Regions from separate parts of the Mus musculus genome. Here all the other regions are linked to region 5. The links are chromatin contacts, called in public HiChIP or PLAC-seq and promoter capture Hi-C maps. All regions are on one chromosome and are shown on one strand. Each heading gives the region's core, a stretch centred on a gene start, on an enhancer-like site or on the middle of the called end of the contact. The rest is flanking DNA. Distances are from core to core; before and after follow the strand shown.

Region 1 (3,790 bases), core at 844-3,343, 470 kb after region 5:
TTTGTTTTCTTAGTGTAAATTCTAAGGATTGAACTGACACGGTCACACTTGTGCAGTAAACAGTCTTACCTGTGGAGCCGTCTCCCCGGCCCCGATTACCATTGAATTTTGTTTAAAAAAAAGTGTTTCTTAAATTTTATTTAAAATTTGCTATTATTGCATGCTTGTGTGTGAGAGAGACAGACAGACAGACAAACAGACAGTGGGCATTTGTATACGTATGGAAGTCAAAGGAGGACTGATTTAGCTTTCTACCATGGGTTCTGGGAATTAAATTGAGGGTGTTTCATCAAATGCCTCACCTTGTGTGTGTGTGTGTGTGTGTGTGTGTGTGTGTGTGTGTTGGGGGCGGTGATGGGAGTGTATCTAGGCTAGCTCAGAGAGGTCTAAGGTAGAACTTCAGCACCCACAGTGAAGCTTTTGGGGTGACCAGCAGCGCAGAGATATTCTACACTCTCCAGGCAGGTGGTCAGGCCCAGCTCAGCTCAGGCCAGAGCTCATGAGAGCCCAAGGTCACTCTGTAAGTCTCAAGGGCGCTCTCAGCCTTTCAGTTCAGAAAGGACATCCGCGATCTGCACACCCTTAAGAGCTTCCCGTCTGAGAGGCATGTTGTGGAAGTTAGCCAAGGTGACAAGGGTCAGTGGTCAGAATCTGCCACAGGCCCTCTACCGTACAGAGCGGTAAAGTATTTGCCGCACAAACTTGGCCACTTGAGTTCGGTCACCAGAAACCACATAAAGTGGCCTTTCTGGAGAGCCAGGATGAGGAGGTGACAGATAAGTTGATGAATGGTCCCTGATGGCCAGCTGCCCCAGCCCCAGCCTGTCTCTGTCTCTTTGTCTCTGTCTCTCTGTCTCTTAGTCTCTGTCTCTTTGTCTCTGTCTCTCTTTCACATACAGACACACACACACCCTCCATGCCCCCTCCCACTTCCACTTCTTAGAATAGTGGTCAAGAGAACGTGACTCCTGACCCGCCCATCCCCTGCAGGTGGATTAACTGAGAGTAAAACTGTCTGTACGGGTCTCAGGGCAGGGCATTAACCTCCCATGGGAGAGCACCTTCCCTCCTCACAAGTCTGCAAATTGGTTTTGTTCTACAATCCAGACTTTCTCATTCCTGGGTGAGCAAGTCTCCCAAGTGGGTTTGGGGGTGAATGAATGGGGCCGGGTTCTTCTGTTCTGCCAGTGTGCAGCTCAGAAAAAGGTGAGTGCTGGCTTTGATGTGGCCCCACCTCCTTAGAAAGCCCCTCTGTAGAAAAACTGCAGGAGCCAGAGACAAGAAGCCCTCGCAGTGTGCAAGCACATATGTGTCGTTGTGAGCAGCCAGAGGTGCCAGGACTGCCACTCAGTAGCCCGTTGTAGCTAACTGCAATCTATCACCAGATACTGGAGTGTGACAGACTGCCCCTAAAGATCATAGTCTCGTCTACAGACCAACTAGGCTCTTCCTTTGATGCCCAGAAAGGCCTTTGTAGGGCAGGGCAGCTCTCAGGCACACCAAAGAACCTGGTTGTTCTCTGGAGCTCTGCTGGCGAATGGATGGAGTTTGGTCACCCACGATCCTGGAGCATCCCACAAAACCTCACATCCTCTAGGCGCAAGGTCTAAGGGTCCCGGAGAAGGAGGGGCTGCATGACTGCTACTTTGGGGTGACAGGGTGTCTTACAGCCGAGGATGGGGTCTAGCCCAGTGCCTTCTCTGCTGTGCCATTTCTCCATAGGACCTCCCAGCCTCAGTTTCCCTTCCTGGGCCGTGGTGGGGGATGGGGATGGTGACGGTAGTACCCGGGATGCGACAGGGCAGGGCGCGCCAGGCTGTTAACGGTGTCTGGGCCGCGGGGCTGCGGCGAGGCCGGCGCCAGGGCCGCGCCTGGAACCAGATGTGGCGGCGCCGCCCTGGCCGCCCCGGCGGCTCGCACGCTCGGCCTGGCGCACACATGGCAGGCGTCTGAGGGCGCGGTCCCCGGGGTCCTGCGACCCCAGGCCGGAGTGACGAGAACAGGACTCGGGACCGGCTGAGAGAAGGGGCATCCCAAAAGCCAGCCCTCAGCCGTTCCTGCTCCTTGCGTGCTGAGGACCCTCCCGCCCCCAGAGTTTGTTTGCTTAAATCCTGCATAAGCTGTTTTAAAGCTGAGTCATCTTAGGGGCTGCCAGTTGGGAAGGGGAGGAGAAAAGGGGGTGCGGCTTTGAAACCCCGATTCTGCCATGGGCTTGTCTGTCATCCACCAGACCAGAACAAGGGATCTCATTGAGGCCTGGCCCAGCGACACACCTGCAGCCCCAACTCTGATGTCCCCATTCCAGCTTTGCGATGGTCTCTGGGCTTCCAAGTGTGACCTACTATGTCCTAGGTTGGTAGAGGAGAGAAGAAAACAATGTGGGTAAAACCCATCTCCGGGGAGGCCAGGCTAGCCCAGGTTGGCTCCTGAAGAGGTGCTTGCCTTGTTCTTAGGGGAGGGAAGTGGGTGTGGTTTGCATCCTTTCTGTTGAGTGGTTGGGAAAGAGTGGTCCAGCTCTGAGGAGACTCCAAGCTCCCTGGTTCTGATGTAGGAGAGAAAGGAGGGCTGCCTATCCCTACCCAACAAGCCAATTGCTTTTTTATTTATTTATTTATTTATTTATTTATTTATTTATTTATTTATTTGTCCACACACCAGAAGAGGGCCATTACAGATGGCTGTGAGCCACCATGTGGTTACTGGGAATTGAACTCAGGACCTCTGGAAGAGCAGTCAGTGCTCTTAACCACTGAGCCATCTCTCCAGACCAAACCAATTGCTTCTTGATGCTGTTGGGTGGAGACACCCCAGGCGTTTGCAGAGGCCAAGTAGCCAGGGCTGGGGACAGTCCAAACTCCAAGAACTCCAGCAACCCCTAAACCTCTTCCAAAACCTTAGAGGACGACTCATAAGCCCACTTCTCAGAGAAACTGAGATCCAAAGAACAGGGGTGGAGGCAGAGAGGGAACAATGGTTTAGAGATAGAATCCAATTTGTGCCTGAAGGCTCTGGGGACTAGGTGCTTAGCATCAAACTTCAGAAAATCAGTGAAGCTGGTGGACTTGCCCTGTGTATGTGCATGTGTGTGTGTGTGTGAGTGTCCATGTGTGCATGTGTGTATGTGCATGTATGTGCATGAGCATGCACATGCATGCATGTGTCTGTGTGCACATGTGTGTTTGTGCATATATGTGTGTGAACATGCACATGTATGCATGTGTGTGTTCCTGCATTTCCACTCCTTTGTGTGTGTGTTCCTGCATTTCTACTCCTTTCGCCATGAAGTATCATAGGAAGGAGGGAGCTGATCTCTGAGATGCTAAGAGATACCTAGGAGCGAGACCTCTGTGTTCCTGGCACCCTTTTCTCTGCAAATTCCAAGTTAGAAACAGCCATTTAGAGAGGGCAGTTAAAGTAACTTGCCTAAGACATGGCAAATGTGGGTGTTTCTGGAATGTCTTTCTTGGGGAGACTTAAGCAACACCCACCCCTTCCTTATAAGATTGTCAAACCAAAGTTCACCGTGGGGAGGCAATGAGTGTATTGGGCTTACTTACAGAGCATGCATGAGAGGCTGCTTATGGGAGTGCCGAGGACCCTAAAGCAGCCACACTGGAAAGTCTTCACGCAGTAATGATGATGACTTCCCAAAGCTTCATAGATAGAGGACACACACACACTTAACCTCCTCCAATCTATGTACTCTCTGACCTTTTGGAGCCCCTGCCCCAGGGCCATGTGCTATTACTGCAAAATTGCATACAAATGTCTGGGACGATAGACTGGACCA
Region 2 (3,542 bases), core at 210-2,709, 390 kb after region 5:
GGCTCGAGTTCCTGCCCTGGCTTCCCTCAGGGATGGAGTGTGATTAATAATAGACCTGTCCCTCCCCAGGTGCCTTTTGGTCATGGTGTTTATCATAGGAATCGAAAGCTAACTAGGGTAACCTCAAAGATCTCTGCCCTGGAGAGAGAAGATGCTGAACACAGTACCCGGTGGAGCCAAGAACAAGGCAGAATAGATATGGAGGCCTCACGGGGGTTGGGTGGGGTACAGTAGGTGAGGCTGGCTAACTTTGATGGTCTGGATGTATGAGATGCCAGGCTAAGGCTATGTGACCCCTGGGAGAGAAGCTAGGGATGAGTGACCTTTGAGCAGGCAGGTCTTGGAACGGACAGGGAGCTGGGGCATGCACTTCAGGAAGAGATGGAGAAGGCTCCAACTGTGCTGTGTTAAGCCTTGAGGCCACACTAAGAACTGCCTTTGTATGGGAGGTGCGGCACCTGCCTGAGTATGCAAAGGAAGTAGGTTCACTTCTAGCATCACAAAAAAGCAAAGAGAAACCGGACTGCTTGACTCTGTCCAGCACAGGGTTGTATTCAAAGTCCCTCTCTAGTGACCAGGAGCTGGAAGACCAAGAGAGAAGGCACAGGCAAAGGGAGAAAGTCGGACCCCAGGCCTCAGGGAGGTTAAAACTCAAGAGAGGGGACTGTCCGAGAGCGTGTGGCAGAGACTACAAAGGCACCAGTTCTGAGCTAAGGGACTCAATGACAGAGATGCCTGCTAAGGAAACTGAGGCCCAGAGTGGAGGATTGGAACCCCTGGATACTTACAGCAAGCCTACATTGACCACCTAGTGCCTAGAGACCTAGAGAAGAACACATGGCTCCATCCTAGTCTATATCAGGGACATTCAGGGACATTCTGCAGGGTCCTGAATGTGGGAAGGAGGAAAGAAAAGCTTGTCCACCACCTCCGCTCAGAGTCTTGTCTGAGACAGGGTCTCCCTAGGTAGCTCGCGCTGGCCTGGAACCCGCTCTGTAAACCAAGCCTGTCTCAATTTCACAGAGATGGGAAGCGCTGAGATAAAAGGCAAGCAGAGACTTGAACTCTCTATGCAGCCAAGGATAACCTTGAACTTCAACTCTCCTGCCTCCAATTCCCTAGTGCTGGAATCGCAGGTGCTTGTTACCACGATGGGTTCATGAGATGCCCGAAAAGCTGCTCAGGGCTTTGTGCACTCGACAAACACTCCACCAATGAGCTACAGCCCAGCCACTGTGTCAAGGCTGGAGGAAGCCCGTTCTAACCTACACCGCTGTAGCAAGTCCAGTGTAGCCCAGGATTAAGGTCAGAGAGGTGGAGTGAATGTCTCAAAGCAACACAGTAGGAGGTGTCTCGTGCTCAGCCAGCGGGAGGAGGGCAGCCCTTTCCCTGACCTCTGCCTGGCCTGAGGCAAGACCCAGGCAAAAGTTGGGGGATGGGGATGTTGGACAGAATGGCTGTTCAGCGGTGTGCACTGGTCCCCTGGAGACACTGGGAGATCTCAGCCCCTCCTCCTATTCTGTGGAGAGGCCCAGGCTGTGCAGGTGGGGGTCACAGAGAGGTCATGGAGGCAAGAGCCAGTGTATGCCTAGCCTGCAGGCTTGTGCACAATCTCTCTCTCTCTCTCTCTCTCTCTCTCTCTCTCTCTCTCTCTCTCTCTCTCTCTCTCTCTCCCTCCTGTCCCTCTTATCTCCTGAGGTCACTCTTCTAAGGTCACTCTTTCCCCTCCCCCACAGCCAGGCATTCTTAGGACCTGAGACCTCCCTCGAGACTGGCACACTCAGTCCATTTTCATTCCCCAAGGTTTGGTCTTGGCCAAACATTTACACACTGCACACCTTCCCCTGCACACCTGCCAATGCACACCTACCACTGCACACCTGCCCCCGCACACCTGCCCCCGCACACCTGCCCCTGCACACCTGCCATTGATCAGCCTCTGGCACCCAGACATCTGCATTCACTCAACAGAAGGGTTCTGGCCGGGCAGAGGTGGCGCACACCTTTAATCCCAGCACTTGGGAGGCAGAGGCAGGTGGATTTCTGAGTTCAAGGCCAGCCTGGTCTACAGAGTGAGTTCCAGGACAGCCAGGACTACACAGAAAAACCCTGTCTTGAAAAAACCAAAAACCAAAATAAAAACAAGCAAACAAAAAAAACGAAGTGTTCTGGGTCCCAGCTCTTGGGCTGGCTCCATGCCTTCCAGGTGCCCTCAAGAGACACACATCCCTGAGGGAAGAGGGATGTTTACCAGTGACATATGGATATGGCTTGTAGGGCACAGGAGCACTCGGGAGGAAGGCACCATGGCACTTTGAGGAACAATCACTCCACTGGGAAAGAAGTCAAGGAAGGCTACCTGGGGGAGGCTACAGCTTTCCAACAGCCAAATACAGAGCACAAGGGAGCATTGCAGACAGAGGGAGCAGTGTGTTGGGAGGCAACGGCTCCCCTGAAAATGTGCTGTAGGCAGTGGGTTTAGAGAAGACTGCACCACAGAGGGCAAATTTAGGAGATCAGGCCCAGAGGCCTGCAGGTCTAGACAGAGTTAGGGTGGAGGAGAAGCCCTCTAAGGTCTCGTCCTGAGCACCTCAGGTGTGCGCACAGGCACATTCATGCCCCCCCCCACACACACACAAATAAATTATATATTATTTGTTTATGATAACACACACACAAAACAAATAAATAAATATAAATATGTTTCAGAAAAAGACACAGAGACATTGAGGGCAATTCTCTTTTCCTGTTGGATGTCCACTTTGTCATCTGGCCAGGACCCCACCACTTAGGCCCTGGGTCCACCGAGAGCCCCTCCCCTCGCCGCCTTGCTCTACAGGATGCCCCCTGCTTAATGAGCTATGAGCTATGAGCTATGAAAGCAAATCCTCCTCTTAGATTTTATTTTACTTTTATTATTATCTATTTTATGTTTCGTTTTTTAAGACAGGGTCTCATTATGTATCCTTGGGTGGTCTGCAATTTGTTATGTAGACCAGACTGGCCTCTGACTCACAGAGATCCACCTACCTGCCTCTGTCTCCTGAGTGCTGGGTTAAAGGCCTGTACAACCATGCCCAGCCAAGTTTTATTTATTTGTTTATGTATCTTTTTATTTTGTTTTTTTTTTACAGGCAGGTTTCTCTTTGTAGCCCTGGCTGTCCTGAAGCTTGCCCTGTAGGCCAGGCTGGCTTCAAACTCATACAAATTCTGTCTCTGCCTCCCAAATGCTGGGATTAAAGGCGTATGACACCACCGCCTGGCAAGAATCCACTCTTGATTCTTTCTAAGATGGGTTCTCCTTATGTAGCCCATGCTGACTGGAACTCACAATTCTCCCAGGCTGCCTGACTGAGGTGCTCAGAACTTGGGTGCTCTGGGAAAGCAGATGCTCTTAACTGCTCTCCCAGCCTCACCCCTGCAGAGCCTTAGCCTGGGGTGTGCACCTGCAGAGATCAGTCTGTTCCTGGCCTTGACCTGAAGAGGATTCCCTGGGCACACTCTTGGCCTCCAAGCAGTACCTGTGGCCTCATTCCCCCCCC
Region 3 (3,755 bases), core at 783-3,282, 440 kb after region 5:
TCCCTACTACCTTGCTCTGGCAGCCCTGACCTTGCTAGGTAGCACAAGGTCGCTAGAGATCCTTCTGCCTCAGCCTTCTGCATGTATCACACAGCCAGGCCCTTTGACCATAATGTGGATGGGTTTTGGAATAACCCCCCCTCCCCAACATCTGTAGCTTGTAGGATTCCCAAGTTCCCTGTAGTCTCTGAGCCTGTTTTCCAATGAAAGGCATGAAGGCCTGTGTGGGGGTCAGCACTGACCCCCACAAGCTCATAGGCAGCCCTACCTGTCTCCTACCTCCTAGGGGTGACAGCCAATGGCAGGACAGGTGGCTGGCCCTTCATCATTCCTGATGCGTAAAGAACCTATGCAGCCTGCTGTAACAGATGCCCAGTGTGGCTTATCTTCCCACCTCTAGGGCCAGAGCAAAACCTGCAGGACAGCTCAGAGCAGAGAAATCACCTGCCCTTAGCTCTGGGCATTGCCAGTGTATTCTCTACATGGTAGAAGGATTGATCTGGAAGATGTGGGAGTAGAGGCGCTAAGAGCCCCCAGAAAGACACCCACAGGAAAAGAACAAGGGAAGTCACCCCAAAGACCGGAGGAAAAGCAGTGGCTGGGCCTGGCTGCCTAGTCCTCCTCACCCCACCCCCATCCTCAGGATGCTGCTGACCTTCGAAATTGAGGTTGGCCCCACTCTGCAGAAGGACAGCAGCTGCCCGGGTCAGGCCCAGCTCAGCCATCTTCAGCAACGCATTGCTCACGCCTTCCTGGTAGAATGGAGAGTGAGCCTTCTGCTCCAGCAGCTCCGTGAGGACCAGGATCCGGCTCTCCTCGCTGGAAGCAGAACTGTGCACCAAGAGGCAGAACAGAGAAAGTGGGAACTCACGGGGGCCAGTGGCCCTAGCCTGTGTGCCCTTTCACAAGCATCCACACAAGCTGCGCATGCTCTGTGGGGCACAACTCTTTCTTGGTCAAAAGCATTAAGTGATTTCAAAGCCATCCTTCAGCATGCTGTCAAAGTGCTGGCTCTGCCCCATCTTCTCTCACACCACCTTGAGGGTAGCCCTAAAGCTCTCACCCTTCCTAGACAAAACTACCTACTAAGTGCATCTTGGGCCTGGACGCTGTTCCATATGTTACCCCAGCTCTGACAACGGCCCAAACACCACCTTCAGAGTCACCTGGCCACGACGCGCCTTACTTGCTCTTCGCCCTAATCTCACCCACCAGACCTCTTGCAACAGGTGGGCCCTAAGATCTGACCAACGCCCGGACACAAAACGCTTATCTGGGGCAGCCCTCCTAAATATGCTGGGCTCCGCCAAAGGAGGGCAGTAGCGCCTTGTTGTGCAGCCCTGCGGCCCCGCCTCCGAGTTCTTAAAAACGCCTGGCACTGCATTTACAGAGTAGGCCGCAGAGGAAAGGGCTGATGTGGTTTAGAAAAGACATCCTTGGTGAGACTGCTAGCTCCTCTGCCCCACCCTACTCTGCATCTCAGACCGCGATGCCGGTCTGGGTGCTCGCTTGTCTCTGTAGCACAAGCACTCCGAAGGCGTAGCGCTCCGAGTACCCAAGGAGGTCTGCACAGGGCACACGGACCACACCGGCTTGCTTCCCCAGAGGCTCTCGGAGAGGCCTGCTGTCTGCCGAAAGTCCGGTCGGCCCCAGCCAGGACGTCTCCAGCATCCATGCACAGGCAGCAGAGGCCCGGGTCTTCTGCCCTACAAGACACTCCGAGCCCGCCTCAGGCTGGAGCTCGAGCTCGCGGCCACGCAGCTCCCACTCCCGCTGCGACAACCACAGAGGACCGCAGCGACTTACTCATCCAGGGGCTCCTGCCGCTCCAGATCCTGGATGCCCAGGGCGCCAAGGATGGCGTCCACTAGGGGCTGGTACTCAAAGATGATCCTGCGGAAGCCGTGCAAGAACGGCATGGCGTCGGCCGCGTGTTCCGACACCCACAGGCCACCACCTCCCGATCTACCGGTTCAGACCCCGCGCCGGTGAGCAATCCTCCCAGGCCCCAGTTCCGCACCGGAAGTTATCCTACCACTCCTACTTCCGGTCCGTGCGGGCCTTTGAGGGAGCATGTGAGTCACACTGCCCCCTGCCGCCGGGGAGGACCTCGCGGCGATCATCACTGTCCGGCTCCGCCCCGCACTGAAATTCCCCGCGAGGCCGCTGAAGGGCGTCTGAGCTCCGACGGGGCATGCGGCCCCGCTACTGACTGGCTCCAATCCGAGGTGACACAGGCCCTATTCGGAGCCTGAACACTACTTTCTGCAGCCTACTTGACTTTGGCCACTCTCTAAGGAAAGGCTGCAACCACCTCAGTTTCTCCACTGTGTAGACCAAGTGGCGTAATGAGGATCTTGCACCCCAACTCTTCCCCACAGACGCTGGGGGCAGTTCCTTATTCTCTGTCCCTTGACGCCTAGCCAAACAGGCTGCCCACTTTTCCCACTTTTCACTGGAGGGACTCTGTGAACCTTCATGTCCTGATCTGGAAAATTGGCATAATATCACTTGCCTAGACCCTGAGCAGGAGGAAGCTTTGACATAGCAGAAAGGACTGTACCAGGTAGCGTCCCCCTACGCAAATTTGAGTGGCTGCAACTTTGAGTCCTGCGGCAAGGCCCTGATGACTCTAAAAAGGTCAGTTATGGGGAGGTGTCAATGGTCCTGAGGCTGCACCATCATAGGTGTAGCTCCAATCCCTTATGGGGGCTTGTGTTCTCTCTGCTTGGCACCTGCCATCTGCCATAGAGTTACTGGCTTGGAACAAAATTTCTTCTTTGTTTTAACCAAGAGCCTTCCTGCCTCCACTTCTCAAGTGTTGGGATGCTAGGCTTGGTTCCAGGATAGCCCAGGACACCAAACCCAGTGGCCAAGGATCTTACACAGAATGGGTACACAGCTCCTCTCATGACCTATTTCAGCTCTATGGGACTCTGCACCCAACAGAGTAAACACCAGGTTGGTCATTGTTTATTGGGTTGTTAAGGGAATAATGGGGAAAAAATCTGTACAGGGGCTGGAGAGATGGCTCAGCAATTAGGAATACTGGCTGCTCTTGCAAAGGACCTAGGTTCTGTTCTTAGCCTGCCAGGACTACATAGTGAGGCTCTATCTCCAAGAGGGGGGAGGAGTCGGGTGGAGGGTGGCAGGTTACTGGAGAGATCTTGATCAGCCCAGGTTCAGCTCCCAACACCCTCATAGTGGCTCACAGCCACCCATAACTCTAGGCCAAGGGGATCTGGTGCCCTCTTCTGGACGCTGTGGGCACAGGCACAAAAGTGATGCACATATGGCCATGCAAGCAAAACATCCCTATTCATGGGGAAAAAAAAAAAAAAGTTCCCCTTTGGGCCTGGGAGTTGGCTCACCGAGCAGAATGCCTCGAGTTCCATACCCAGCACCATGAAGACTGGACATCGTGGCTTCCTGCTTTGGGTCTGTGCCTTTGTCCAGGTCACTTCTCCTTTCCTCAGTGGCTCCAGCACTTGGCTTTGGAGGCTGCCCTGATCCAGAATAGCAGTAGTTTAGCCTCCTGACATCTACAAGACCCTTCTTCCAAATAAGGTCACTTTGAAGGTCCCCAGACTAGAGCTTCAGTGGAACTCAGAGGGCAGAATACAAACCCCATGCAACAGGTGAATCTAGGTGTGGTCCTTCTGGCCTTGGCCTCACCATCTTCCCCTAGCCTAGCCTTTAATGGCTGATCCGTCTCTCCAGCCAGTCTTCACCTCTGACTTGATCACTTGCCTGGC
Region 4 (3,744 bases), core at 579-3,078, 450 kb after region 5:
TTTAAAATCTTTTTATTTTTTTAAGAAGATTTATTTATTTATTTAATATATGTGGGTGCACTGATGCTGTCCTCAGACACACCAGAAGAGGGCATCAGATCCCATTACAGATGGTTGTGAGCCACCATGTGGTTGCTGGGAATTGAACTCAGGACCTCTGGGAGAGCAGTCAGTGCTTTTAACCACTGAGCCATTTCTCCAGCCTCAAATCTTTTTAAAAATAAGAGTTATGTCATGTTTTAATATTTCCCTCCCCCTCCCCCTCTCTCCCTCTCCCCGCCCCTCCTTGTGCATGTGAGTGCTCTGACCTGTGAAGTTGAATCCCCCTGGAACTGGAATTACAAGTAATTGTAAGCTGGCCAGCATGGATGCTGGGACTCATTCTGGTCCTCAATAAACGCATCTTTCTGCCTCCCATCTTGCTGTAGGAGCCCTGGGATTACAGGTGCCACTGCGATTGGCCTTTACTTGTGACATTGTGTTCACACAGCAAGCATTTCTCCCTTGCCCTCATCTCCACTTCTTTACTCCTCTCAATAATTTATTCGGCAATCAAGGAAACTAGGGTCTCAGATACTTGCTCAAGGTCCAAGCACAGTCTTGATATTAACACAGGAGGCTGGAGCCCGAGCATTGATGTAGGACATCTCTGCTCATCGTGCTCTGAATGGTGACTACATGAGATGAAGGATACCACTGTGGCCACAGCGCTCCCCAGACCCTAATGCAACGTATATAGGCTCTGGACCTCACTTTGCGCAGTAAACAAGAGCTTGGACAGGCCAACTTCAGTCGTTCTCTGAGCACTAAAATGAGCTTTAGCTTTTCCTGGTCTGTCCTGCAAGGGAACAGGAGCTAGATCGTTTCTCAGACCCTTTGCAATATCCCTGTGTCCTTGGCAGAGACTCAGGGTACCCCGGGGTGGGTCAGAGTCTCCAGGGTGGGTCTCGAGACGGTTTCCTGCTGCCCGCCTCTGACACCCTGAAGACCTCCTTGTGTTCTCTTTGGTGCTATGACTTCATGTCTTTCTGGCAGTAGCAAGGGGAGTGAAAATAGTTTTGGGGTAAGACTTGGGGTATTTGGAGCCCTGAAGAGTCTCCGTTCTTCTCACCCGCTGGTTCTCTGGTCTTTCTTGAAAAAGTTACATAAAAGATAGACCTGGTTTGTCTTTCCCTCCGCTGTCATTCATCTATGATCCTTGCTGAGTCTCTTCCTTGTGCACCCCAGAAGCTCGCCCCTTCCTACTTGGTTGGTCCTTAGGAGAACCTATTCTGGGGACAGGCGCATAAGTGTCACCCACTGCAACATGAGAGAAAAGGCCCAGCCTCCATGCCCGAACCTTCCTTTCGGCATGGAGGGAGCGGGGTGGTCCTCGAAAACTTCTCCTTCTTTCCATCAGTGTGGGAACAATGAGGGACAATCTGGGAAGCGTTCAAGGCCGCTCCTGGCTCCGTAGCAAATTCGAGGCTAATCTGCAATATATGAGACCCTGTCTAAGAAGGAGTGGACTGGAGGGGACAGGATCTGTCAACTTTCTTGGGGTGCCCCACCCCCAATATGCAACAAACAGAGGCGGATTCCCCACCCATCACCTCCAGAGACTCTGGTTGAGATATTTAAAGACCCCTCCCCACGGGATTTGGGCACCCCCTAAACTGCTTCTGGGAGTCCGAGGACCCCGGCCTGGCCCCGCCTCCCGCCGGACGGCGCAGGACGCGGGGAGGGGAGCCAGGGGCGAGGTCCGCCCCGACAAGGGGCGTGTGGCCCGGGCCGCTGGCTAGTGAGCGGTCCGCCCGTAGGGGAGGGCAGAAAGTTCGGGTCCCCGACCGACTGACTTGAGATCCGGCACAGTGAGCAGCGGGAGGCGGCGGCGGCCGGCAGAGGCGCGGCCAGGGCATGGACAGCGCGGCCGCCGCCTTCGCCCTAGACCCGCCAGCGCCCGGCCCGGGGCCCCCGCCCGCACCCGGCGATTGCGCCCAGGCGCGCAAGAACTTCTCGGTGAGCCACCTCCTGGACCTGGAGGAGGTGGCGGCTGCTGGGCGCAGGGCTGCGGGGCCCGTTTCGGGGCCCGCCGAGGCGCGGGAGGGAGCGGCGCGCGAACCGTCCGGGGGCAGCAGCGGCAGCGAGGCGGCGCCGCAGGACGGTGAGTGTGCGGCGTGGGAACCGGGCAGGGGCGGCGGGACTCGGACTACAGCACTCCGGGTCCAGGGATCCCTTCCTTAAGTAACTCGGGCTGAGGAGTTCACTGGCTGCAGGATCCACTAGCTCTGGAACTTTTAGTTGGTGGAGTCTTTGGCTTGTGCGACTGTGACTGTGGGATCGGCGGATAATGGGACAACACACACACACACACACACAGAGAGAGAGAGAGAGAGAGAGAGAGAGAGAGAGCTAGCTCCAAGATCCCAGCTACAGAGACCATGGACTGCAGGACTAGTGGACTGTTGAACCCTGGCTGTGGGATCCCTGGGCTGTGGGGACACAGGGTTTGCGAGACTGTGGCTGTGGACCAGAGCAGCTAAAGGAACCCCCTAGCTGCAGGATCTCAGCTGTGGGCACTGGAGGACTGGATTGTTCACAGTGGGAGCCACAATCACAGAAACCACAGTCCAGTGGTGTGGTGAGAGGTGACCTGCTGTTGTTTCAAAAGTCCCTCCTTCAGGGGAGACCCTCTTTGAACCAGATCCACTTACAATCTTGAGGATGTGTGACTTGGGGAAAGCTGGCTTCCCTTGCACTCCATACCAGCCTACCCTCAGAAGCTGGTGCCTTTGCTGCTGGGGGAAACTGAGGCTGTGGAGAGGCCGAGCCACTAAGCCAAACTTAGTCTAGGACCTTCAAACTAAGACAAGTCTTCAGAGGGTTTGTGGGGTGGAGATATCTGCACAACCACGCCCACCAGTTTGGGGTGGAGGATCTCTCAGGACAGCTAGCTAGGCCTATTTCCCCAGCAGAGGTTAAAGGTCATCTGGAAGGGGCTTTAAAAACAACCAGTCCACCCAATACCACCACGCGCGCGCGCGCACACACACACACACACACACACACACACACACACACACACAAAGTCACACAGGATTATAAAGTCCTCAGCTCAGCTTTTCAAAGAAGAGGGAGTTTGTGTGGGGAGCTGACAGAACAGGGGTTGGTATCCGCCCCCCACACCTTCCCACCCACCCTAAGGACTCCACTTCCTGTGGAAGATCATGGTTAGAGGGATGCTCAAGCAAGCTGGGAGCCTCTGCTCTCAGGTGCCAGTGATGACAGTGACACTGTCTCAAAGCCAGGCTGTGAGCACATGTGTCCTGAAACATCCACGGAGCACCTTCTGATAACCCCCTGCTGCTGCCAGGCAGGCATGTCACTCAGCCCCGAGAGGCCCCTGCCTTCTGTGCTGGTGTCCACTTCCCACCATTTGTAGGGGCCTGGCTGCTCTCTTCCCTCGGGTGTTGGGTGATGGATGATGACTGAGCTGACAGCCCTGGGAGTCAGCTTTTAGATCCTTGATGGAAAAGGAGAGGGAAGGGGGCCGGATCCGGCCAGAGGTAGAGTGAGGTGCCATAGAGCTCCGAGTTCTCTGATTTCACCTTGATGACTGAGGGGTGTGGGGCAGAACAGAGGGGAAAAATTAAGGTGATGGGAGAGGAGGAAGGGGTAGAGCGAGGGAGCCGAGAGGTCGCTGCATTGATGGTGAGGGGGCAGAGGCATCGCCATGGAAGGGAGCAGACAGGACAAAGTCTGACT
Region 5 (3,850 bases), core at 353-2,852:
GAGACTCAGTGGCTCAGCCCCACCCACCTCCCCCACAAGAAGTCCAGCTTTTCTTCCTGCTGGAGACTCGCCCCAATAACTCCCACACATTTTCAGTTCTTCATCTTGTCACTTCCTTAGGGATGCTCTCTCTGTGTTTCTGGGACTCTGAAGAAGGGCAAGGCAGCCTGACCTTCCATGGGTGCCCTCTCTCTCAGAGAACTATTCTAGGAAGCTCATGACCACGTCTCACACCTCTTTCTTTCAAAGGCTAATAATGACTTTGCCTGAGAGAGAGAGCTAAGGGCAGGTGACTAGGAGGTGGGCCCAGCTGGATAAGTTCAGGCTGGGTAGGGAGACGGAAGACAAGCTGAACACCACTGGGGGATTCTGAGTCCCCAGCCTACTTAGAGTAACCTACAATTCTGGCTTCCACGGGCTGCCAGACTAAGCCACTGTAGCTAGTGACCTCAGAACATAGAATATGGAGGGCCAAGGCTCCAACCTAGACCTACTGGGTACCCCCAGGTCTAAGGCAGACCCGGAACCTGCTTTTATTTTTATTTTTTTACTGTACATGCTCTGGGCCTTAGTCAGAGGTCAGAGAACCGTTGCATACTGGCAGAGGCAGACAAGGAAATAATTACAGTCAAGTGTAGCCAGAGATGAGGTAGGCAAAGGAGGTGCAATTGTGGGAGACCACTGGAACTCCCCCACCCCCTTTCTGAGGTAGCCCAGACTGGCTTCCAACTCACAGAGATCCCCCTGCTTCTGTGGAGGCCCTTCTCTTAATTTTCAGAACCTGAAGCTATGAACTGACAAGTCAGCCTGGGCCAGGCAAATGGGGCAGGAGTGTGTGTGCCCATTCCTTGCAGAGAAATTTGAGGAATTGGAATCTGGCCTAGACAGTAAGTAGGTCTGTCTGGAGAGAGTTGGTTCAGAAAGGGGACGTGGGTGGGAGGTGTGGCTGTTTCTTCAAGAATGTTTCTTCAAGAATGGGGAAACAGAGAAGGGTAGATGGAACATCTGGATTATACTGAAAATGGTCCCAAGTGGCCTCACTACGCTACGGCGTAATTGAAACGTATAGCATCCCATCTAAGATATCTACAATATGTGCTACATCCCAGAAGTGAGGACCAATAATTTTTTTTTAACAGAAAAGTTCCTTTGCGGAACTGCACCTCTTGTCTGTCAGTAAAGGGCAATAAAAAACTGCACTAGGTCTTTGACTTCAGTTTACATTTATGGACAGGAAGCCAGAACCTGGAGGACGAGGCAGAATGATGCTGGGGCAAGCCTAGCCTTCATAGTGAGGAACACATTTTTGTTTTCCAAATGGGTCGGTTGAGACCCGGTGGTGCTGAGGCTGCTCCTCCACTGCGCTCTGGGTTCTCAGGAGCTTTAACTCTGGGCGCAGGTGCCAGCCTAACCAAAGCTCCCACCAAAGTACAACACGCCCCCCGAGATAGCGCCTGATTGGCTCGCCCTTCCCACACGCCGAGCTAAGCTTACCTTTTGATTGGCTGTTCTGCGCTCTGTCCTGCGCTGCGAGTGCTCCATTCTCTTGATTGGTTAGTCAACTACCTGAACTCGCACGGGATTGGACACTGGCAAAGCTGCGCGAGTCCCCGCTCTCTGATTCGCCGCACGGGCCAGCCTCACGACCTGCACACTGAATGGCTGCGCCACTACCTGCAATCGGCCTCGGATTGGGTGCGTGGCGTCTCCCCGGCGTGATAGGTCAGGACCACCGCCCCCCTTGCTCCCCATTGGCTGCTCTGCGAAGCCCGGTCTCCGGGTAAGATGGCAGCGGACGGACAGTGCTCGCTCCCCGCTTCATGGCGGCCAGTGACCCTCACCCACGTCGAATACCCTGCAGGTAAGAGCCTGCCCCGGCTCCGAGGACGTTCTCCTCGAGCTGCCGCCACAGCCCCGGGCGTTCCGGGCCGCGCGGACCGCCTTCGGGGCGCCTTGGAACCGCGGTGGGAACTGTCAAACAGCGAGCCTTGGAGGGGCTCGGCCGGCGCGCGCGCCGCGCAGGCGCAGTGAGGCGGCGATGAGCAGGGAGAAATTGCGAGCGGCTCGCTCGTGTGCTCTGCGGCTGCGCGGCCGAGTCGCTCTCCGGGGTCCCGGGGTGCTGGTGGGCTGTCCTGGGCCGGGGGAGGGTCTGGATAGGGCGGGCGAGGATCTGGGCCTGGACTTTGTCCCTTGTGCCCCGCCCTCCCCCGAGCCAGAGAGGCCGCACTCCTGCTCGGCTGTGCAGGGAGTGACAGTTTCCTTCACTACGCTGCGGGCTGCTCACTGGAGAAAGCTCCCAGTTGCAGGGAGTGTGCAAACCCAGGCCAGGTTTGGGAGAATTTGCGGCGCCACGCCCTGAGCAGCGCGGCAGAGGCCAGCCGCCAAGGGGGCATGCAGCCCCTGGGAGCCTGACTTGTAAGAGCTTCCATCTGACACGCCTCTGGGAGTGCCCGCCTCTCTGGTGGGAAGGTCCATTAGCCATGGTTCTGAAGTTCCGGCTCGGCTCCATAGAGTGGAGCGGAGCGGAGCTTAGGCCTTGGGGTGAGACGTTTCCGGGCTCCAGGGTAGGCACCACCCCTCCAGTCACTTCATCTTAAGTGGCTCCAAGTACAGTGTCTCCTTTCTGTAATGGTGTGTGACTCAAATGACCACAGGCCTAAGAGGTGCTGGGCACAGAGCCTGGCCCACAGTGGACACCCAGTAAATACCTGTAGTTTATCTCTCTAGCTTGCCAGCACCCTCCCTGGATAAATGTTTGTTGCTGAGCAGCCGGGGCCCCCTTGCTGGCCTCTGGTTGTCCAGGAAGGGCCTGTCCTCTTGGGTAGAGGGCCTGAGAACTTGGGTCTGCTGAGAACACAGGGCCACAGGCCAGGAGAACTTTGCCTCTGGGTGTTCTGGGTTATACTTAAGGTGTGGCAGTCCAGGGATGGGCCCTATCAAAGTGCCTGTTCATTACCCAACCACCCATCCATCCATTCATTCTGCATTCCCTTAGCATAGCATCTCCCGGGTGCAAGGCCCTGGGCCAGCTCGGGGTTTGGAATGATGAAGTCCCTGCACTCTTGTTCTATGGAAAGTCTCTGCCCCTGAGGAGGGAAAACAGGCCTGGTGAAGGGGAGAGACCTGACTGGGGTCTCCACAGCTTCCCGACTCTCCGTCCTTGGCGTCAGAGTAGCTTCTTGGAGGGCTCATGGCCTTTCAGGTGAGAAGAGCCTGCAGCTGTGAACACCATAACACATACAAGGCTGTGTGTGCTGTGGGGGCTGGTTGAGCCCGAGGATATCTGGCAAGGTACCCCTGCACTTGATGTCGCTCACTACACTGAACATGCTTCCTTCATGCCTGAGTCCTGTGGCGTGTCCTACATTGCTACACTCAAGACAGTAGGTTATGGAGACCTTGTCACTACCCTAAAGTACAGAGGGCAAAGAGAGGCCCCACACAGCTACTTACACTAGCCAGTGGGTCACCATGTCCCAGTCACACATCTCAGCAGGCTCTCACCCTTGTGATTGTGGCTGTGCTGCCTCTTAGCTTTTGTTTTTTGAGTTCACCTAGGCAGCATCCTAGGTGGGGGAAGCCACGTGTGTATGTATGGGTCCAGAAGTAGGACAGCACAGTGTGTTCAGGGAGCTGCAGTAATGTCCCTGCAACTGGAGCAGAGGGTGGGAGGGAAGTGGGCCAGGTCTGCACAGACTCTAGTAAGCAGGCCTAAGGAAGCATATCCCAAGGGCAGGGGAGGTGTGGGGCATAGAGAGAGCTGTGGTTAGAAGCCCTGGCCTCAGGAAAGCCTGAGGGTCTTATCTGCTGTAAGACAACCTGAGGAATTGGTCAGAGGTTTAGGGACCCT
Region 6 (3,798 bases), core at 983-3,482, 430 kb before region 5:
CTAGCTAGAGTTTTAAGTCTAGGGGCTGCAGTAATCAAGAGAAGCTTAGAATTCTCTTGGATTCTCTGCTTGTAAGGAGGCCAGTAGAGGTGTGGCCAAGAACGTGGAGCGGAACCGCGCTGTCACACTGGGCTGTGCTTGCTTTATTTTGTCCCTGTGAAGTTCTCATTAAAAACAAGGTTATTATCTGCAATATCCCTTCCCCATGCCCACACATAATAGTGTGAGGCATGCGCTGAAATTGGTGGGAGGGAGGGGAGCAACAATAGAAACCATGAGCAATGGCTTTTTGATGGCTCATTTCTCCTGCCAGATGAGAACAGGGTGGGTGCCTGTGGGTGCCGTTATCCTGACCATTCTTCCGATCAGAAAATGGACCAACCAGCAGGATTTTAGTTTCCCAGTCAGAAGAGAGCTCCCTTTAGGTCTTGGATTTGTTTGGCATTTGGGAGAAACAGTAGAACCCCTATTTTCAGTATGGAGCCCAGCCCAGAGAGCCCTTGCCACCGAAGTATCAGGTCTTAGACATTGTGGAGAGTTAAGTTATACTAGCCATTTTGTACCCAGTGCTGAACATCTGAGTTTTAAATTTGCTGCAGCTGACTGAAGAGGTGGTTACTATGGTCACCATCAGCTGTTTTCAGAAATGCACAGCATTTCTGCATGCCTTTCATCCCACCACTCAGGAGAAAGAGGCAGGGGGATCTCTGTGTTTGAGGCCTGCCTGGTCTACAGAGCAAGTTTCACGACAGCCAAAACTACAAAGGGAAATCCTGTCTGGAAAAACAAAAAAGAAAAGGAAAAAAAGCCCAGTCCAGGAAGTAGCTCCTCAACCAGTTTTCTCTGTAAAGAAGATGGCATTAAATGCTGTCCTCCAAGCACCTGCCTTTTGGATCTCAGGAGTCTGTGAAGCTGCCGCTGAGCTGTGGCCACTCCCTTTTTATTTTATTTTTTTTATTTTTTAAATCTCTCCTCTCCAAGGAAAATGACTAGGAATGTTCTTTCACCATCATGCCTACAGTCAGAGTAGCTTAGAAGTCACCTTGCAGATCCTAGGCTCAGCAGAAACCAAAGTGCAGAGGACCAGGAAGCTTGGGACTGGGCCTCATCCCAGTTCTGGAGCAATGCCCAGTTCTTTATAATTATTTAAATAGGAGGGTGGCTTGGTAACCAGGAGGCTGATGCCTGGCAGAGCTGCCTGACTACACAGGAATGAGCTGGGTGCTACTCCAATGGTTGCCACACAGCTGTCACCCAAAATGGAGGAAGGGAAAGAGCTTTTGCAGTAGGGGAGCCTGGCTACAGAGTTTAGTTCAGAGCCAGGCCCTGAAAAGGGTTGTGTATAAGAAAAAAATTACAGAAATTGTGTTTTCCTTTTCTCAGAAGTCTAGCACCCACTTGCTTAACGCTTGTGTTCAAATCTTAGGTTCTCTGATTGCTGCTTCGTGCTTGACCTGGGGAGAGAGCTACCTTCTATGTCATCAGGATGCTAATTTGTAAAATGGGAAAGGCAACATCTACCTTGTAAAATAAGAGCAGAGATTAAAAGCCCAAAGCACGTGCGGTGTCAGCTAAACAGCAAAGTTCAATTAATACTGGGGAAAGAAATAGTAATGTCGTTTATCAACTGGGACGAATACACTCTGTCTACTGGCAACAGGAAGATTGCTGAAGAATTCTCCATATCCTGAAATAAAGTCTTACGCCACAAATCAGTCTTTTTTTTTTTTTTTTTTTTCCCTAACCGGGATTTTTTTCCCTACCACCTCCTCAAACACGGATCCTTATATCATCTTTTTTTTTTTTTTTTGGCCCCATCCCCCACCAGAACAGGCAGACTTGGGTCTTCCAGAGCCAAGCCTCCCCCAGAAAAAGTGCAAAGAGGGAGCCAACATTCCAGTGAGATCATCCGAAAGGGACAGGGCGTCTTTCCGGCCAGGGCAGCAACATCCCCAGCCTGACTGCGGCGGCGGGCCCCGCCCTGCCCTTCGCCGCAGTCTCGGAAGGGCTCCCAGGGCGGAGGGGTGCGGCACAGATTCTCTGCAGGGCGGACTGGGCGGGGCAGGATTGCTCGGGTCCCACGCCGCGGCGGGCGGCTGCGGCGGCTGCTCCGCTCTGTGCCGCGCCCCGCACCCCTCGCAAGCGCGTTCCCGTCCTTTACCCCAACCCCCACCACCCCGCCCCGCAGCTTCGGCTCCTTCCGGACGCGCTCGGTCCTCTCCGTACTGCAGTGGAGCAGCGAGTCCCGCCTCTCGCGTCGCCAACCGGGGCACTTCCCTCACGCTCGCGCTCGGCCGCCGCGGGGGCGCGCGCGGCCGCTTATAAAAGCCACAGTGCGCGCGCGCCGCCGTCACTATCCGCTGCGGAGCGAACGGCGTGAGGCAGGGGCCGCGGCGGCGCATCTTTTTCCTCAGCAGCCCTCAGCGCGGCGACCCACGCCCCTCACCCCCAGGAGCCGGTAAGAAAGGGCGGTGGGCGGGAAGGGAAAGGCCGCGGGAGGCCGAGCACCGGAGCGATGTGGACAGATGAGCTGCGGAGCCTCGCGGGCGGCTCCGTGGGCCCCCGCCGCCGCCTTTTGTGGCGCGTGGGCTGCGGGGCGCGGCAGAGCCGGGCGGCGACCTGGAGTGTCACGGTCCGCCGAAGGTACGCGAAGGCCCCTTCCTGCGCCCGCGGCCCCACCCGTCGCGGCAGGTGGCGGGGGGTGGTCCTCGGCAGCACCCACCCGCGAGCGCCCCCGCACCGCCCGTCGCCCGCAACTGCGGCGCTCGCACCTCTCGGAGCCTCCTGTCTGCAGTGAAGGGCTCGCTGACCTTAATTTCATCCTGTGTGGCGGTCCCGGGCCCTCCGGCCGCAGAAAGGCCTCCTTTTTCTTTCCTGGTAATAAATGTCTTTTCTCTCCAGTGCCGACCTGCTCCAGTATAATAGTTAGATGCGGTGCCGCTTGGTTGGAGGAGATCCAAATCCAATAAATAACTTAATAGCTTACAGCTCTTTTCTTTCTATATAAGACATTAAGTCGAAGGCTTCTGGGTTTTTTGTTTTTTGGGGGTTTTTTTTTGGTCAAATTCTACTGCTGTGCCAGTGTGAAGTGATAGAACAGTCTTTTGTCTGAAGCTATCCCTGCAAATTTGATGAAATGCTTCTCCAGGAAAAATTTGATTTTAAAATCCTCTCAGGTACTAGAATTACACACACACATATGCACACACGCGCGCGCACACACACAAACACACACACACACACACACATCAAGAGGGCTTCTATGTAAGTAAGGGTCGGTGTGTTTTAAATGAATGTCCCAGAAAGGGTGAAATCATTTCGAACTGCTACACTTCATAGGGCTTTGTTGACTTTCATCTCTCTGTTTCTGTCTCTGTCCCTCTCTCTACAGGCTCTTACAGTGTAACTCCAGCTGGCCTGGAATTTGCTGAATAGCTCAGGCCGGCCTCAAACTCAGGATTTTCCTGCCTCAGCCTCTCAGATAATCAGGTTTTTCTATATAGAGACCCAAAACATTTTAAGTCGTTTGTTCTTTACCCTTGGTATTTTCAAAAAGCTAATTATTATGACTGTCAAGGAATACAAGAGAAACCAACCATATGAAGTATTTTAATAATGTGTTCAGAAATTGCGTTGTCATAGCAATTGGACTTAAGTAAAACAGAATGTATCAAAGATGGCAGGGTGGGGGTGTCTTGTAGCCAGGAAACAAGAGCTTAAGAATAGCACTAGCAACAGTGAGTTGCATGAAGCCATTGAGCCAAGGTTCCCACTCATACTAAATGTCTTAGATTTTAA
Region 7 (3,404 bases), core at 704-3,203, 510 kb after region 5:
GGCAGCCTGGTCTACATAGTAAGACCCTGTCTCAAAAAATTAAAACAAACAGCTAGGTAGAAGCCATTAAGGCCACTCCTTGAGCACCAGGCTCTGATGCTCCCTGCTCTCCAGCAGCCTCCTCTGTAACCTCAGGATGAAATGGAGCAGCGGGGCCTCATTGGGAAAGCTGGGGAGCCCAAGGTCACACTTCTGTCTTTGAGGGCCTCGGCAAAACTCCCCCATCAACTCTGGTGACGTCACAATCAACCTGTCTAAACTGTGAGGGGAGCGAGGCTCAAGCTTCACTTCCGGCTGTCCCTGGAGCTGGTAGATGAGCCCTGCCTGAGAAAAATGTAAAATGACGAAGAAAAAGGCCAGGATCTCCTACCCAGAATTCCTCCCTCCTGGCTCGGAAACCCCAACTCTGAGGGCCCAGCTTTGCCACCAGTGGAGTTCCTGTAATGAGCTATCAGGGAGCCACCTCTAGTGGGTCAAGGGGCACTCAGCATGCACTTCCAGGAAAGACCTGCGGCTGCTCCTGTTCACAGCAGATTCCAGTAGGAACCAGTCTTAAGGACCAGCATGGGTGGTGTGTTCACCATTCAAGTCTCCAGCTTCCTCTCAGAGCCACATCTCCAGGCTGCTGGGGAGAGGATCCTGAGCCGGCTCCCGTCCTCTCAATGCAGAGTGTGATTCCCTGGTCCCACTTGGCAGAAATAGAGGAGCCCAGGGCCCAAAGCAGAGAAGGCTTTCCTCCACCCCTGCATCTCCCATGGGGAGAGGAGCCCTAGAGGAAGTCAGGCTCGGGAGCCAGAGTTAACTTCAAAGGGGATGGAAGGATCCCATAGTAGGCAGACCTCTCCTTAACTCACTGGAAAACCAGGGTAAGCTAACTCCTACTGCCTTCCTGGTGGTGACTTAGTGCTCAACTTTGGGGGCCCTACAGAAGGGACAAGAACAGAATGTAGCTATCTCTCCCTGGCATCTGTGTCCCAGGACAAACCAAAGCAGAAGAATGAGAGACAGTCAGTCAGTCAGGGGTGGCCCTGCCTTCATTCCTGTCAGTACCTGCCCCAGGCAGGGGCTGAACCTGGCAGGAGGGCAAGCGGCCCACCCCGTCCCATCCCCGTACTCCGAGTCCCTCGCCTCTGGGCTGGACAGATGTTGGTTTAGGGGGAAGTGTCTGTAAAGGGCAGATGATTCACTGCTTCTACTTTCTAGGCGCTTCCAATGGACCCCTAGAAGGGGTCTGGGAGCCCTGGCCACTCCCACCAGCTCCACGTAGGTTCTTTTACTTTGGTTTCTTTGCCGGGACTGGGACCAGAGAATGTCTGTGGTCCCTCAAGGCACCCTCTAGGGTGCCACAAGTGTGTGCGGCGTCCATGGGGAGTGGGAATTTCCACGGAAAGACTTCTTAGGCTCCTGCGTTGCGGGTTCCCACTCCACCCAGATATGAGATCTCCCTGCCTGCCGGGAAACTGCCAGGTCCAGACACCTCTCGCTGTCAAGAGTCCCTGTGCTCCACTCGCAAGGGAGCCCCCCAGTACTCTCAAACCAAGAGGGTTCAGGAGCTGAAGGCTAAGCCAGCTCCCAGAAGGGCTGTGGTGGCGGCAGCCTTGAAGCAGCTCCCACCGCACGCCGGCATACACATCTCGGCCACGTTTTTTCAGTCCCTAGACTTTTCTTGCAGGGAAAAGCCAGCAGAGTGCTGATCCCCTTCTCCTCCAGCGCCCCCCCCCCCCCCCACTCCACCAGCGAACGTACCTTCTTCCGCAGCCTCATCTGGCCTGTGATGACAGCCACCGCGTACATCTTGATGACCAGCAGTGTGCTGCAGAGCAGAAAGGCCGGGAGCACCTGGCCGCTCTCCATCACCAGGCCCGGGGAAGGCATCTCGGCTAGCCGGCCTGGACTTCAACTCGGGGACACCGGGACTGAGAGTGAGACTGTCCCACAGGCGGCTTATGGAGAGGAGGAGGCGGGCCAAGTCCTGAGTAGGCGGTCACCCCCGCCCACTCCCCGCCCACCCTGATCACCCGCAGCAGGCCCCCTGCTCAAGTCAAGAAGGAACCCAGAGACTTCTGCTCCAAGTGTCCGGGTGGGGGGTGGGAAGCAGAGGAATGGAGGTGTCCCACGCCATCCTTGGCTCAGGACCATTGTTCTTTTGAAAGCCTCAGACTACATAGAGTGTTTTCTCACTTAACATCAGGTCTCCGACCCCAGTCTGCATATCACTGACCCATGCCCACCTTCCGAAAGAGCGTGAGAACCAGGGCATTTATGCTAATGTGTGGCCGCTGTAATGCTGGACATGCAGCCATGGAGGTGGGTTGTCTCTGCAAGATGGAAGGTGAGGAGACAGATCCTTCTGCCATCCTCTAACAGGACACAGACCCCCAATTACCAATTCGTGTGTGTGTGTGTGTGTGTGTGTGTGTGTGTGTGTGTATTTGCATATGGGTGGGGATATTCACGTGTGTGCACCTTTGCGTGGAAGCCAGTAGCTGCTGTCACATGACTTTCTCAATGTCCATCTTAATTTTTAATTTCTTTTAAAATTATGTTTATTTATTTATTGTGTGCCACAGTACCTGTATGAAAGTCAGAAGATAACTTGCTGATGATGGTTTTGTTCTGCCATGTGAGTCACATTCAGGTCTCACTAGCCTAAGCACCTAACTTTTCTCTTTTCCTTTTTTGAGAGAGAGAGAGAGAACCTCACTATCTACCCCCCATGGCCTGGAACTCAGAGAGCTCCCTGCTTTGGCCCTTCCAGTGCTGCGACGAAGGGCATGCACCAGTACAGCCTGGCCCTGTTACATTTTGAGGTCTGATCTTCCACTGCTCCAGAGCTCATCATTCTGCCAGCCTGACGGGCCAGTGAGCTCCGAGCATCCCCCTGCCTCTGCTGCCAGCAAATTACAAATACACACCTTCCCTGCTCGCTCCCTTCGTCAGTCAGCTAGATCGTAAAGAACAGTAATCAGGCCAAAGGAACATCACCATCAGCCTGCCATGCATGCCTCAAAGCAAGAGATCTAGGGGCAACTAGCCTGAACCCCACTCGGCTGTAAACTTAGCCAGTCCTTAGAGCACCAATGTAGCTCTGGGCTCTGATCCAATTTCCCTAGCTATAAAATGAAACTGACTATCTTGTCTCTCTCTCTCTCTCTCTCTCTCTCTCTCTCTCTCACACACACACACACACACACACACACACCATAGCAGTTGCTGGAACTATAAGGGTCTTGGTTGGAGATATATGTCCGGCCATCCTTGGTTACATAGTGAACGTGAGGCCAGCCTAGGATATATTAAATAAACCCTGTCTCAAAAGTCAGGGCTGATGAGATGGCTCAGTAGGGAAAGGTACACTCCACCAGCTTGAATAGGTGAGATTCTCTCCCAGATCTACATGGTGG

The links. Promoter capture Hi-C pulls out the DNA fragments that hold promoters and counts their contacts. HiChIP or PLAC-seq counts read pairs in DNA pulled down with a chosen protein or histone mark. Capture Hi-C pulls out chosen DNA fragments and counts their contacts.
Region 1: a contact with region 5 is called in an HNF4G HiChIP or PLAC-seq map of pancreatic cancer cells. The contact joins the enhancer-like site here to the promoter of Dolpp1 in region 5. A contact is called at or near these places in 4 of 39 promoter capture datasets (the SN4741 cell line, cranial neural crest, embryonic stem cells and 1 more), 6 of 115 datasets of contacts at active chromatin or transcription factors (embryonic basal ganglia, embryonic forebrain, embryonic midbrain and 3 more) and 2 of 9 other capture datasets (adipose tissue and embryonic stem cells).
Region 2: a promoter capture Hi-C map of trophoblast stem cells shows a contact between it and region 5, with 4 times the contacts expected there. The contact joins the enhancer-like site here to the promoter of Dolpp1 in region 5. A contact is called at or near these places in 10 of 39 promoter capture datasets (the C10 cell line, the HPC-7 cell line, HPC-7-derived erythroid cells and 7 more), 6 of 115 datasets of contacts at active chromatin or transcription factors (astrocytes, bone marrow-derived macrophages, embryonic basal ganglia and 2 more) and 3 of 9 other capture datasets (adipose tissue, liver and pancreatic islet).
Region 3: a promoter capture Hi-C map of liver shows a contact between it and region 5. The contact joins the promoter of Asb6 here to the promoter of Dolpp1 in region 5. A contact is called at or near these places in 10 of 39 promoter capture datasets (the C10 cell line, the HPC-7 cell line, the SN4741 cell line and 7 more), 1 of 15 datasets of contacts at CTCF or cohesin (large pre-B cells), 3 of 484 Hi-C or Micro-C datasets (B cells, CD4 T cells and bone marrow-derived macrophages), 21 of 115 datasets of contacts at active chromatin or transcription factors (bone marrow-derived macrophages, double positive thymocytes, effector CD8 T cells and 14 more) and 4 of 9 other capture datasets (adipose tissue, embryonic stem cells, liver and 1 more).
Region 4: a contact with region 5 is called in a FOXA1 HiChIP or PLAC-seq map of pancreatic cancer cells. The contact joins the promoter of Prrx2 here to the promoter of Dolpp1 in region 5. A contact is called at or near these places in 6 of 39 promoter capture datasets (the C10 cell line, cranial neural crest, frontonasal cranial neural crest and 3 more), 9 of 115 datasets of contacts at active chromatin or transcription factors (embryonic basal ganglia, embryonic forebrain, embryonic hindbrain and 6 more) and 2 of 9 other capture datasets (adipose tissue and liver).
Region 6: a promoter capture Hi-C map of embryonic stem cells shows a contact between it and region 5, with 2.6 times the contacts expected there. The contact joins the promoter of Sptan1 here to the promoter of Dolpp1 in region 5. A contact is called at or near these places in 5 of 39 promoter capture datasets (the C10 cell line, cranial neural crest, embryonic stem cells and 1 more) and 1 of 9 other capture datasets (liver).
Region 7: an HNF4G HiChIP or PLAC-seq map of pancreatic cancer cells shows a contact between it and region 5. The contact joins the promoter of Ptges here to the promoter of Dolpp1 in region 5. A contact is called at or near these places in 4 of 39 promoter capture datasets (the C10 cell line, cranial neural crest, hippocampal neurons and 1 more), 5 of 115 datasets of contacts at active chromatin or transcription factors (embryonic basal ganglia, embryonic midbrain, embryonic stem cells and 2 more) and 2 of 9 other capture datasets (adipose tissue and embryonic stem cells).

What each region holds. Positions count from the first base shown.
Region 1 is chr2:30,863,173-30,866,962 of GRCm38.p6, forward strand. The region is part of intron 1 of Prrx2 (paired related homeobox 2); the gene reads left to right. Among named protein-coding and RNA genes, the nearest start is that of Prrx2, 20 kb to the left of the region's middle. Within about 2 kb of position 2,094, at least 100 of the 459 cell types and tissues checked have an H3K27ac peak or open chromatin away from gene starts, as enhancers often do. A contact at or near this core is called in the SN4741 cell line, embryonic stem cells and pancreatic cancer cells, where this site is marked.
Region 2 is chr2:30,778,027-30,781,568 of GRCm38.p6, forward strand. All of the region lies in intron 3 of Gm39783 (a long non-coding RNA gene), which reads left to right. Among named protein-coding and RNA genes, the nearest start is that of Gm39784, 7.4 kb to the right of the region's middle. Within about 2 kb of position 1,460, at least 26 of the 459 cell types and tissues checked have an H3K27ac peak or open chromatin away from gene starts, as enhancers often do. A contact at or near this core is called in trophoblast stem cells, where this site is marked.
Region 3 is chr2:30,826,268-30,830,022 of GRCm38.p6, forward strand. Asb6 (ankyrin repeat and SOCS box-containing 6) reads right to left here and starts at 2,033. Exons shown (of 6, transcript NM_133346.2): 1 at 1,807-2,033; 2 at 656-831. The coding sequence starts at 1,919.
Region 4 is chr2:30,843,539-30,847,282 of GRCm38.p6, forward strand. Prrx2 (paired related homeobox 2) reads left to right here and starts at 1,829. Exons shown (of 4, transcript NM_009116.2): 1 at 1,829-2,143. The coding sequence starts at 1,897.
Region 5 is chr2:30,390,652-30,394,501 of GRCm38.p6, forward strand. It overlaps Dolpp1 (dolichyl pyrophosphate phosphatase 1), which reads left to right and starts at 1,603. Exons shown (of 8, transcript NM_020329.4): 1 at 1,603-1,861. The coding sequence starts at 1,786.
Region 6 is chr2:29,963,328-29,967,125 of GRCm38.p6, forward strand. It overlaps Sptan1 (spectrin alpha, non-erythrocytic 1), which reads left to right and starts at 2,233. Exons shown (of 57, transcript NM_001177667.1): 1 at 2,233-2,458.
Region 7 is chr2:30,901,344-30,904,747 of GRCm38.p6, forward strand. It overlaps Ptges (prostaglandin E synthase), which reads right to left and starts at 1,954. Exons shown (of 3, transcript NM_022415.3): 1 at 1,747-1,954. The coding sequence starts at 1,875. It overlaps Gm52550 (a long non-coding RNA gene), which reads left to right and starts at 1,912. Exons shown (of 3, transcript XR_003954020.1): 1 at 1,912-1,976; 2 at 2,192-2,307; 3 at 2,685-3,131.